Linked DNA regions of Gossypium hirsutum: region 2 is linked to region 1. A link is a contact called in public Hi-C data. All regions are on one chromosome and are shown on one strand. Each heading gives the region's core, a stretch centred on a gene start, on an enhancer-like site or on the middle of the called end of the contact. The rest is flanking DNA. Distances are from core to core; before and after follow the strand shown. Region 1 holds the start of LOC107899410 (putative phosphatidylglycerol/phosphatidylinositol transfer protein DDB_G0282179). Region 2 has its middle 31 kb from the start of LOC107898430.

What was found. A called contact is a pair of places that touch in the nucleus more often than the background predicts.
Region 2: a contact with region 1 is called in a Hi-C map of fibers, with 2.6 times the contacts expected there. The contact joins the enhancer-like site here to the promoter of LOC107899410 in region 1. A contact is called at or near these places in 7 of 34 Hi-C or Micro-C datasets (callus, fibers, leaf and 1 more).

Annotation. Positions count from the first base shown.
Region 1 is chrD04:31,986,947-31,993,811 of Gossypium_hirsutum_v2.1, reverse strand. It overlaps LOC107899410 (putative phosphatidylglycerol/phosphatidylinositol transfer protein DDB_G0282179), which reads left to right and starts at 4,013. Exons shown (of 4, transcript XM_016825115.2): 1 at 4,013-4,513; 2 at 4,714-4,815; 3 at 4,977-5,137; 4 at 6,212-6,439. The coding sequence starts at 4,414. The coding sequence ends at 6,319.
Region 2 is chrD04:32,125,311-32,132,175 of Gossypium_hirsutum_v2.1, reverse strand. It overlaps the pseudogene LOC107898208. Among protein-coding and RNA genes, the nearest start is that of LOC107898430, 31 kb to the right of the region's middle. Within about 2 kb of position 4,050, at least 6 of the 9 cell types and tissues checked have an H3K27ac peak or open chromatin away from gene starts, as enhancers often do. A contact at or near this core is called in fibers, where this site is marked.

The DNA of each region.
Region 1 (6,865 bases), core at 2,764-5,263:
GGCATAAAAAAAGTAGCCAAACACTTTTAAATGTGATATTTTAAGAGGTTTGCTCAATAACATTTCAAAGGGATTTTTCTAATGTAAGACTTCAGTGGGAAGTCTATTGACTATATAACAAGCTACCATAAAAAATTCACCCTATAATTTGGGAGGAACCTTAAAATGCAATTTCAATGCTCCTGCTACCTCTAAAATATGTTTATGCTTTCTTTCTGTAACTCTATTTTGCTCTGGAGTATCGACATAAGAACTTTGATGCTTAATGCCAAGAGAAGCAAAAAAGAGTATTACATTTATTACTGAAAAAACTAAAATCCATTATCACTTTGAATAAATTCCATATAAGCTAAAAATTGATTTTAAAGAAGAGCATGAAATTGTTCCAAACACACTATGGCATCAGTTTTAAGTCGAAGTAAGTATGTCCAAGTTATTCTTGTATGATCATCTACCATGGTTAAAAAATCAATGCCCTTTATGTGTAGAAATTCGATACGATCCCCACAAGTCAATATGGATAAGTGTAAAAGTAGTGTTAGATTGAGTATGACTCATAAGAAAGCATAAACAACATTGCTTGGCTAAAGGACAAATGGAACATTTTATAATATGAGTTTTATTCAAATGTTTACAATCAATGAAAGGTATGTAACTCAGTTTTGACAATGAAACATTAGCAAGATGAGCGTGCCACAAAGATGTAGTATCAACAAAAGTAAAAACTAAATTACAAGAAACATGAGTAGAAGGATTTGAATAATTAACAAACTATAGTTGAAAATGTAAAGACCATCTTACCAATCCCCTTCATCTTTCCATTGTAATGATCTTGCAAAATGCAAAAATGAGGGTAAAAAGAAACATAAAATTTAATATCTCGGGTAAGTTTAGAAATAGAAAGCAAAGTGTAAGTGAAATTAGGCACATAAAATGTTAGGTCACTTATATGCCCCGTGGCGCAGCAGAAAAATTATTTTGGCGATCGTCAACCACGGATCCATATACGAGGAACAAATCGGGTTGAAATATGGCTAAAGATATACCTTTTTAGAACTGAAAATAATGAATAATGTTGTTGGTTGAAACCATTTACACGATGTCAATCCTAGCCATAACAAAGTGTCTCGGCCTCTACGTAGTCCACCCAATCAATCGCGAACAAAAAAACTCTTTTGAACTTTTCAAAGAGTATCTAAACTTTTGGTTGCTAGACCTAGTTCAATTTTCTTACTCACATCTACATGATTCGAGATTGTATTCTTTTTAATAATATCATGTATATAAAATACAAAATAATTCTTTTGTACTTTTCAGAGAAAATCATGAAAGATATTGAAATTATATTCTTTCCAAAAGAATACTAACTTCTATAAATATTAACTCTGGAAAGGTATTGCGAATTGTATCTGTCAGAAAATCCTATTGGCCAGGTAATTCTATCCACCAGGTTATTTTATTCGCCTGGCGATACTATTTTTCAGGCAATATTGTTTGCCAAGTTGTTCTACCAAGCGATATTTCTCCACTAAGGATAATAATTCGCCATAATCGTATGTAAGAGGGTATACACCCATTTTATTGGCGTGAAGTTTGTTCACTTTAATCATAGGGTGTCACCCTATAAGTTCTTTTAACGTTGGTAGAAATACTAGAACCTTTCTAATGTTACAAGCAATGAATGGCATCTAGCAATGCATCATTGCTGCCTAAGTTACAATAAGTCGTGATTCGACAGAACCTTTATGTGATGAACTTTTCATGTAGTATAACTTTTTATCCTTTATATCATGGTTTAGTCACAAGTCATGGTTTAGTCACACTTGTATAGTTTAATCTCATATTTCTTGATATTTTGAGTAGGCTACAATAAACAAATAAGTGTGATATCTCATATTAACTTATTTGAGCATGGCCATGCGTTTCTAGTCTTACTTCATCAAGTGGCCCAGGATATTACTCCCATTATGTAGGAAGGATAAATCCTATCTTGATCAATCATATCCCACTACATGGATTGTGGTAGATCTTATCACTATGAGTAATTTTGTGACTATTACATAATAATCCAAGAAACATACTCATGGTGGGTTAGTCCAGTATGTTGTTCTTTAACACATACTCATGTATTGATTTTGACATCCTTATGTCAATGATAACACTTTGTCATCAATCAACTACACATTAGTCTCAATGCATTATTATTTTCCAAGCCCACAATAATACTTGACTAAGGACCTTTTAAGAATAATCATATTATTCTTAGGACTTTATTATTGATAAGTTTATACACAGAAAAGAAACTAAAATAACAATAGCATTGCCTTATATTAATAAACAATGTAAAATGAGTTTGTAATTACAACCATCTCATGATTGGTCTTCAGGCATACTTTAACATAAAAGACATTAGTGAGGTGGTTAGTTGAAAAGTATTTATAAGTACCAATATGAGAAAGAGGCATAGACTCACCATTCGACAACCGAATAAACTTGTGGTTAGAATCATAAGAAATTGAATAATCTAAGCATTGTAAGTCAAATATCATGTGACCAGTAGCTCCCGTGTCCAAAATTCATTCTAAAGATGTGCTTTCAACATTGTTGTAGTTAGAAATCATACTTACCTAATTGACAACCATATCAATGGAAGGCACTTTATGCAAAAGCTCAAGAATCTACTGATATTGTTACTTAGTGAAGAGTAGAGTGACTTGAGCTGGTATAACATCTTATTTTTCTACATCGGAACTAGTAGCATTGTTGGCTTTTTTCTTTCTAAATTTGTGAAACACCTCTAATTCTAGTTTAGTAAAAAGGTACTGCTTTGGGACTGAAACAATGAAATTATGTGGAAATCTAGAGGTGGAGGTAATAATGGTGGTGAGGGGGAGTGGAAGAGGAAGGTAAATTTTGAAGATCAAACTGAGACCATTTAGAAATGTTGAGGGTTAATTTGTTAAAATTATGACTAAATCGTAAAATTTAAGGGCTAAATTTATTATTATACCGATTTTTAACTGCCACTTCAGCTTCTTGTCAGAGATTTAATGACACTTAATGAAAATGGACCAAAAAAATAATCTCGATTAGTTTGGTGATCAAATTAAAAAAGATTAATATTTAGGTGACCAAAAAAGAAAAGGAGCAATACTGGGGTGACCTGTTGTATAATTTATCCTAATTTATATATAAACAATTTTTTAGTTCTATAAATTTTAAAATAAAAGTGATTATCTTTTATTTTAAAGAGATCAGATAAGAGATATGGTTCCTTTAAAATTGAAAAGGACATAAAAAGAAATCAATATAGAATTCTCATGTATAAAACTTGAAAATTTTAGATCAATATTTTTCTTAAAGAGAAATTATTTTATTATTTTGGACGAAAAATATTTACAATTTAAATATAATAAATTGGTAAAATATAAATTATTATTTTTATTACTAAAATTTACCATGCAATCAGAAAATATTTAAATATATGAGTTAATATACAATTGGTATTTAAGTTTAGTTTTAATATACAAATTGATATTCGAATTTATTTCGACAATTATGATTATGACATCATTATTTAAAAATTAAAAATATATATTTTTTTGTAAATTATAAATTTTAATGTGACTCAATAAATATTTTTATTATTTTGATTTTGATTTAATATTTTATAAAAATTATATTTTCTTTGATTTTTAATATTTTTATTTTTATAAAACATTATATTTTTGTGGTTCTTTGTATAAAAAATTATAAAATTTTCCTTTTTTGATTCTTTATAAAACTTTATAAAAATATTTTTAACACTTATTTAATATTTTTAATTTTTATTTATAAAATTTATGAATATTAGAAATATTTTTTTTTAGATTTAAAAAAAATTCGGATTATGACAATACATGGACAAATATTCAAAAAATATCAACGTGGTTTTGCATAGTATCAAGTACCAACTTTGGCAGGGAAATGAAATACAGGTGTACTTAAATAGGAAAGAAAAACAAAATTGGGTATCAAAATGCACCTTAAAGATAAAACTCAAATACCAAAGAATAAAAAGAGAGAGAAGGAAGCCTCCTGGTCGAAGAAACCTAAAAAGACACCGCTTCTTATTAAAAAAATAATAAGAAACACCTTTTCACCTAACAGTCACCGTCAACCAACTGCCAGTCTGGTTTGTCTAAGTAACAAGTCGCTCCCCGTCAATCGTGCTGACCAAAACAGACCAACGGCCTAGATCACCCCCAATTTCTCCAAACTGCTGTACTCAATCTTTCTTCTCCCCTCCATATATTCCCCCTTCATTTCCAGCACTTTTCTCTCTGCCCTAAGACCAAATCAATCCTCAAAATCTCTGCAAACTGAGATTTATATACATATCTGAACTTTAATTTTCTGTAAAATCGAAACCAGATGGAGATGATCCAGTACAACCGGTTCACCGCACACCTCTTGCTCCTCTCGTTGATTCTAGTTGTTCCCTTGGCAGTCGCCACCGACGTTCAATATTGTGGTTAGTTTCTCTAAGCCCTAGGTTCGCTGTTTTTTTTTTAATTAAATTGTTTTTATTTTATTAATCGATGAAAATTCTATTATTTGTTTACCGAGGAAAATTAATGATGTTTTTATTTTTATTTTATGAAATTAGCTCTCAATATTAGGATGTAAATTTTTAGTCTTTGAATCTAAATAATAATAATAATACAAATGCAGATAAGCAAGGTGAGTATGATGTAAAGGTTCAAGGTGTTGAAATTTCGCCTAACCCGATCGCCAGGGGTCAGCCTGCTACCTTCAGTATCGCAGCAACAACAGGTAACTTATCTATGTTTTTCAAATAATGTAATTGTTAATTAGATGGTAGCTTTGTGTCGGTATATGATGATTGATGAGGCTTGTTGTAACATGCGACCGAAGTGTGTAGTGCTTTAAGCTTGTGATTGAAGGTGGGCGTTGTTTTTTATAATGATGTACAGGTGCAGCTATCGATGGGGGGAAACTGGTGATCGAGGTTGCGTATTTTGGATGGCACATTCACAGTGAGACTCATGACCTTTGTGATGAGACATCTTGCCCTGTGTCAACTGGTGATTTTGTGGTTTCTCACTCACAAGTTTTGCCCGGATATACTCCTCCTGTAAGTCTGAAACTTATGTTGATTAATAGTTGCTGAACGGTTGGATGTTCTTTTTAATTTTTGTTTGCACCAATATTCTAGCATAAGCAGAAGAATTAAAACGCTCTGTCGAACCTTTTTGTCTAGTTCTGGTTGAGTGTGCTTTATGTTTAGGTATTTTGAGTTGAAAGGAATATATATGCATATATATATACGCGCACACACATAAAGAAAGAGGGAAAAGGTTTTTCTTTTCCTTTCAGAGTAAAGGAAAAACAAAAGCAAAGGATTGAAGATCAAAATGAAAATCAGAAAAACTAAAGGCAATATGGTTGGTCCTTCCCTTCTATTTTGTTTTCTTGCAAGGAAATAAATTGGGTTTTTATGGGATTGGAACTATGCTGAACCCTTCCTTCTCTTTCCCTCATTGTATTCTCATCTGGTTAAACTAATGCAATGCTTCAGACTCCCTTTACTTCAAGTTTTTTAGCAACCTTTTCGATCATGCAAAATATGTATTGGTGTTTTTGCAAGAATTATCGAGTCATAACAGGTTCAGTTCTTTCCAAATTCTTTTGAAAACAAAATTTAACTCATAACAGATTTGAATCATCATTTTCAGTAATACAGTTGAGTTTTAGTTGTTTGCCTATATCCCAAGCTTTGTTTCATCGATTATGATATACCACAAGCTTACTCACTGCAGTAGGCTTGTTTTCTCAGTTTTAGTTTATTCTCACAGCTAAACAGTGATTTATGTATGTTCCAAATGCAAAGAACAATCGGGGTTTCTGCATGCATTTATTTTGGTTAAAATGGAAACCTTTTTGACTAAGATTGCTCTTCATTTGCTTAGAAATAAGTCCCTCGTTCTTTCATCTATTGTTTATTTGTTTGACATAATATATTGGAATTGATGTTGCTTGTTGAGAAGTCTAAAGTTTGCATTTATTTGTGAGATCAATCAGCAACAAAATCGAACAATTTTGATTCCAATTGGAAGCCTTTCGAGGTCAATGAGATGTAATGTAATAAGGGATTCACCACAATCAAACCTTGGAATAATTACTTCTGATAAGTTTTAACCTTATGCAGGGCCCGTACTCTCTGAAAATGAAGATGTTCGATGCAAACAAACGTGAGTTGACATGCATCGGATTTGATTTTAGCATCGGGTTTGCATCATCTGTGGCTGATAGTTAAACATTAGGATTTAGAACACACGTTAATGGCCATGTAAAGTACTCTATGCTGTTATGTTCTCTATATGCCTTGTTGGATGGTTACCTGGTTCTTTAATAAATTGCTCGACATTTCGTAGGATATTATGATTTTTCTGAGTTGCTCAATTTTTTAAATATTCGTATTTGATAATGTATATAGTTCGAGAATACGATACTTCAAATGTATGAGTATATGAACTTTTAAAAATTTTAAATATGCATTTGAGAGTTTACCTGTTGGGTTAAATTGGACATGTTTTAATGATAATTTAACTCATAACATTTATAATTTTTTTTATTAATTTGGCTCTTATCTTTTTTTTAGTTAAATTTAATTATTAATTTTTTAAAAATTGTTAAATTGCTTTTTTTTAATAGAAGTACTAACTAAAACGTTATAAAAAGTTCATAAAAAATAAAAATATTAATGTGAAGTACACCTAGTCAATATTTTTATTAAAAAAATATTTCTAATATTTTTTTTTGAAAAAAAGACCATAAATGGCCTAAATTTCATTAATAGAAT
Region 2 (6,865 bases), core at 2,801-5,300, 140 kb before region 1:
CGGCCCTTAAATGTCTCAAAATTTTCGATTTGACCCCCCTTTTATTGCTTGTGCTCTAATTTAGTCCTTTTCTGCTTTTTTTTAATTTAAAACATCTGAATTGCATTGCTGACAAAATTTAAACATAAAATCACCAAATTAGCAGGAATTAATTCAAGAATTAATTGATTTGAAATCGTAAAACATGAAAAATAAATATGCTATCAAATCCCCCTACTTAGCCTATGATTATCCTCAAGCATTTTGTTTTTTCCTACATTAGAAATTATCCAATAATTTATTAGAAATCAAGTCTCTCTTCCGCAACCATGATCAATGTAAACAATTTAGGTGAAAAATGAATCAGTGTTTAAATACTCAATTTAATCAACAAGTGCCCATAAAATTTAAACATGTAAATTCAATCATTTCATTAAATTTAGATTGAACCAAAATCTGCAAGGTATTTATTCTCAATTAATTGTGTAGTAAATTTGGGACATAGTCAAACTTTTTTATGCGATGTGAAATGACAACCCAAGCGCCTTACCCCGGTTACTCAATTTGACATGTCTCTAAATAGACTATTTTTCCCTACTCATGGTAGCTCGACTAGCGGAGTGTTTGCAAGTTTTCAGTTCGTACTCGAACTTTTTTACGCGAAATGAGATGACAACCCAAACACCTCATCCAGGTTACTAAATTTGGTCACATTCTCAAAATCTTCACTCATAACTTAAGCCATCAACGGAGTAGAATTGATTATTATTATTTTTTAATTATTATTTTTCATTATAAAATACATTTAAAATTAAACAACTAAGAATGATATACTTACCAAGAAAATTTATAAACAATCAATTTTCATGAAACAATCTAATTACAATATTTCAACTTTATAACACACACATCGATTAAACTAGATAATTAACACTTTAATTCAAGAACCACCCAACTATCTAAATTGATTAAGCATTGGAATTAGAGGCTCAATGTCAAACAAATTAACAAATAATCCTAACATAAGAATTAGCACATGTGAAAGAGAAACAATCAGGCAGCTAAAGAGAAACAAACAATCAGGCAACTAAAGAGAAACAATCATGCATATTTACTAATCCAACACCCCCTACTTAACCTATACTTGTCCTCAAGCATATTGTATAAGAATTAAAGTACAGTAGAGAGAAGGGCCAACTATACTCCCCATGTATATCTAACTTGGTTGTCGGTGTGGGAAGTAACTACTTTGCAAGACTTGGGTTTCCATTGTTTCAAGACGAGCTTCGATGTGGCTTAAATGTTCCTCTACAAATGAAGGAGGTTGCTCATTTAGCTTCCTAGTAACGAAATTGTGACATTGGAGAAAGACCCTATTACTGTGAGCAGTTCGTATACCTAGAGGAACAAAACAATATACAGTAGTGGTGTCGACAAGCAAACCCATAGAATCCAAACAATACTCATCTAGATGATCCATATTATATGCACATGTAAAGGAGGAAAAATCAACTTCAAAGGGAAAAATTTGGGAGATTAAATTTGTAATATATGGGCCAAGTATGAGTGGTCGATTAGAGCGTAAAACATCATGAAAATTTCGTGCAAACCAATATCCTAAATTAACCTTATATCCAGAATGCATACACTACATGAAAAATAATTATGTTTTGGTTAAAATAGATGAATCATTTCGACCTGAATAGCTGAAAGCTAAACACCGATGAATATATCTTAAAACTGGTTCATGCACTAACAAGTCCTTAAAGGTCTTGGGATTATAAAAATGGTTCCTAGATTGAGTTAAACTAGAATAAGCAACATTAGCATCGAATTTACTTGATATATCCAATAATAAAATATAGTATGAATTAGTTTGAACATTGTCGGGGTTAATGAAACCCATGGCGATGTTAAAATCTGAAATCGAAATCTTAAAATCATTACCAAGTAATCGAAAACAGACAACATCTCGAGTTTCAACAGTTCGAAATGCATTAATATTGAAGCTAAACGTTGCATAGAACTCATAGACTTGTTATAATATGCCACACATGAAATATTTGTAAATTATTTCCACCCAATAACATCGAAATAGTTCAATACAACATCATGTATATTAAGCATATCAAGGGTGTAAAGAGAAATTTTCTTATAGACTTGGAGTGGACGTTGTCGAATGTCGTTGAATCTTGCACGGTGCTCTCTAGTTGCAATGTTTAGGGACCCTTGAAGTTGTGCTTCTGTCGGTATAGTGTAGGTACGGCCTTGCCTATTACGTTGACTGTCTCGGGGTGGTCGAACATTTTCTTCAGGCGAGCAAGGTGGGGTACTCGAATATTCTGTAGCTTCACTACTGCTATGTGGAGGTGTTATTGGTTCATCAAGTGGTGGTTGATGTGTTCAAGTGGTGGATGATTGTGTTCGACGCTCAGTAATGTGCTCGTTTCTATTCGATGGACATTCGCCATGGTCATTAGAAGTTCCGGCCACGTTTGAGCAACCTGTATAGTACGATAGTAAAGGAAAAGTATGTTGTAAGTTAGGAATCAACCTTTCGGAAGTAGCAGGACTATTGTGAGAGCGTTTGATCTTGATCAGAGTTGGGCTTCATCAGTGACGATTCCTAATAGGTGTGGCAGTTTGCCTTGTAGGGGGTGGAGATCGTTCCGAGTCTTCATTATCTAAATCGATGATTAGAGACACCAAAAATCAGTTTCGATCGTGATTAAGAGAAACCAGGAATCCGTTGGCCGCTTGGTTCTTAGTGTGAACCATGGTTACTATTTGGTTTAGAGGAACAAATGACAATGCCCTTATAGTCTACTCATGACAGCGGGCAATGACGGCCGATGGTGGCTCACAGCTTTTGGATAGTGGCGATGTGGGTCATGTTGGTGGGCGTTTATGGAGGAAAGGAGTGGGGGTTTGGTTTTTGGAAGGTCGGTGTCTATTTTCAGAGTTTATGTTTGAAGAATCGAGGGTGTTTGGTGATAAGAAGGTAGCGATTTTGTGGGGTACAAAGGTGTGGTAGTTATGATGGAGAAAATGAAAAGTAAACGACGGTGGAGAGAAAAGAAACGAGCGATGGTGTTCATGAATCGACACCGTTTGGTGTTGGCTTGGTGCGGTGGTGCGAGAAAAGAAGAAAGAAGATTAATCGACGTTTGGCGATGGCTAGAGGTGATCATGGGCCGGGGGGCCCGGCCCGGCCCGACGTCCGCCCGAAATATGCGAGGGTTCGGGTAAAAATATAGGCCCAAAATATGGGCTTGGGCAAAAAACGAGGTCTGCTTAAAAAACGGGCCGGGCCTCGGGCAAAATTTTTTTGGCCGGGCTCGGCCCGGATATAATATATATATTTTTATTTTTTAAAACATTTCTTTTTCTTCCCCAGGCCATTTCCCCGTTTCCCCTCTTCCACAAATCCCTAGTGCCGGACTGCCCTCATCCATTTTTTTCTCAACCTTCACCTCCGGCACCAATCCACCTCCAGTCCTCCATCGATCCACCTCCGGTCCTCCACGACTCCACCCATTTCCCGTTTCCCCTCCTACAGCTCAATTTATTTCTCTGTTTACTGTTTATAGTTACATATTGTTTCTTTCCTTTTCTATGAATCATTTTCTTCTATGTTTCTCTTAATTTTTTGTCACATTTCTATTAAGGGGTTGATACCAATTTTATTCTTAACGTGTTTCAAATAAGTTAAATATCATGTGAGATTTTTTATTTTTTCTTTGGTTATTATCTTTGTTTGAGCTCGTTTTAATAGGTTTTTTTCCTCAGATTTTTAAAGAAAGTATTTTGTAGATTCATAAAATATATGGACTTTTATGGCTTAAAAACAGGACCATTAAAGTGTATAGTGATTTCTTTACGTAAAAAAAAAGCCTTAATTATTTTAATTGTTCTGGTGATTTATGTAGGATGATTGAATGTAAGGGCTTACAAGTACGTGTCGGAGCTATAGAGGAAGAAGCAATCGGATGTGATGAGGTTTTAACAGAGGGTGAGGTGCTGGGAATACCGTCAGCATCCAGCCATTGTTAGGGTCAACCACCCTACTCGTCCTGATAAGGCTCGGCGCTTGGGTTACAAGGCAAACAGGTAATGTCAAATTCCGTTTCATTCAAAAAAACATAGCTCTGGATCTTGATTTGCTTAGGGCTTTCTCTCAAAATTTAATCAACTTATGTTCTTTAAATTAAAAAATTAATTGTTTGCAAATGCCATTTGCTATACCTTAATACTTGATTTTGGGCCAAAGGTTTGGGTATTTTAGTTTGTCTAATCTTATTCATATATTTGGAAGATGTTTAGAGTATGGTATCCCTAAGCGCTTGTCTAGTGTCGGACATGGGTGTTAGATATGAATGCTTTGAGCTAAATGGTATAAGGGAATAGTAAGGCTCTCTATACATAATTTGACATAAATTTTCCCAAATAAAGTAAATGTGTATTTTTATAGGGTTATGTAGTTTATCATGTTCGAGTTAGAAGGAGTGGTCGAAAGAGGCCTGTTCCCAAAGGTATATTGTCTATGGTAAGCCCACAAACCAGGGTGTTACCCAATTGAAGTTCCAGCACAACAAGCGGTCTGTTGCAGAGGAGCGAGCTGGTCGAAAATTAGGAGGTCTCAGAGTTGTTAACTCATACTGGATCAACGAGGTTTGTAATAGTTTCTAAATGTTCTGATTTCTCCATTTACTGGATGATTCCATTGCCCTCATTGCTTTGTGCATGATCTGATCTTTGTAGGATTCTACTTACAAGTACTTTGAGGTTATCCTTGTTGATGTTGCACACAATGGAATCCGCAACGACCTGAGAATTAACTGGATCTGCAATACCATTCACAAGCACAGGGAACTTTGAGGACTCACATCTGCAGGTAAGAAAAATAGGGGTCTGCATGGAAAGGGTCACTTGCACCACAAGAATCGGCCGTCTCGAAGGGCTACCTGGAAGAGAAACAACACCCTTTCCCTTCGTCATTACCGTTGAGTTTAGTAGGTTACTTTCAGATGTATTAATTGCTTCTATCTTTGTGGGATTTTGGAATTCCTTTTACTGAGTTTGAAATTTTTGCAAGTTTATTTCTGTTAGTTTTTCAAAATAATTCAAGTAAAGTTCTTGACATCATGATATGTGCAAGTACTAGGATTTGGACTAGTTCACCTTATGACCGTTTTTGATCACCTTTTGAATTTGATATTGAGTTTTGGAGCTGGCGACCATGCTTGATTTCTGCAAATCTTGTTTGCAATATTGTTTTCATCCCTTTTATGGCTTTTATTAAATCAATTTGAGTTAAAGCAATTTTGGATGAATTTGCTTGCTTCTTCTTCTGCTTAAAAGCTCTAATTTGTCTTGAACTACTTCTAGGTTAATTTCTTTCTTTCTTTTGCTGCTTCCTCTTTACGATTTGCTTTTATTTTCTATAAAGTTGTTAAAAAAACAATAGTAAATGGTGGGCAACAGGTTCATTATTTATTAAGAATCAAAACTTAGAGTGTAATACTACATCAATTCTAACATAATTTTTATAGATAACATAATTAGTTTTAAGAAAAAAAAAGGGGCCTGGCTAGGCCGGGCTTGGGCTTCGTATTTTTTCCCCGAGCTGGGCCTGGACAAAATCTCAGGCCCATATTTTGGGCTGGGCCGGGCTCGGGCCTAGGAAGCGGGCTAAAATTTTTATTTGGGCCCGGGCAGGGTTCGACCCAAGGAAATGGGCTAAAATTTTTATTTGGGCCCGGCCTGAACCCAGCCACCTAGCCCGAACCCAGACCAAACTCGGCCCGGCCTGGCTTGGCCCATGAGCACCTCTAGCGATGGCGATGGCGGCGATCGGCAGTGGTGATGCACGTTGAAAGGGAATGGTTTTGTTAAAAGATATTTGGGGAAGAAGAAAAAAGATAAAAATGGGAAAAAGAAAAAAAAAGAAAGAAAGAAAGGGAAAGGTTAGGGTGGGTTTCGTGGGGCTGGGGTTCTTTTTTTTTTTTTTTGATTTGGGACATTTCTTGTGCTTTTTTAAGTTAATTTGGGCTGAATTGGATTTGGGTTTTTTTTATTTGGGTTGGTTTTAGGTTTGGTTTTATTTGGGTTGGTTTTGGGTTTATTTATGTGAAGAAAAATGGCAGCACAAGTGTGGGCACGCGATTGAAATCCGTTCTTCGAGAAGAAAAAATTATAACCTCCACCAACGTTCCTGGAAAATTACACATTAAAGTGGATTAAATAATAATCTTGTTATTATTTATTTTATTTTCAACCTAAATTAAGCTAAAATTCAAAATTAAATAAATTAAAATAAGTATGTGTTGCCTTCCAAAAAGTGCTTTTATTTAACGTGGTTAGCTCGACAACTTGAAAGTTTATTCAACCGGCTCTTCAAGTATTAACTCCTCGACAATGTGCACTTGAAAATTGTAAACTTGAAATTATATAGGATTTTTCTATATATTTTTACCACCTTTTGACTTAATAAATATGTTAATATTAAGAAACTGTTATTTAATTAAGTGAATTTTACTTAAATATTAATATTGGACATGAATTTATAAAGTATGTGAAATTATGCTTTATTACATGATTTTTGTGCATAATTTATATTATTTTCATGTTAATTATTAATATGTGAATTTTTACTATGTAGTAAGACCATGGAAGATGAGATTAATATAAAAGTTGCATGGACAGGCACATACCCACTCTATTTGGACGGTAAGACCATGTAAAACTGGGTCATAAAGATGTTAAGTTGACCCAGTAAAAGTGTGCTACACGATGGACAAATCTGATTATTTGTTAGACTAGGAAACCGTCCAACAAGGAGGAATTAAAGCCCAATTTTGGCACAAGCAAATGGCTGCACAAAAAT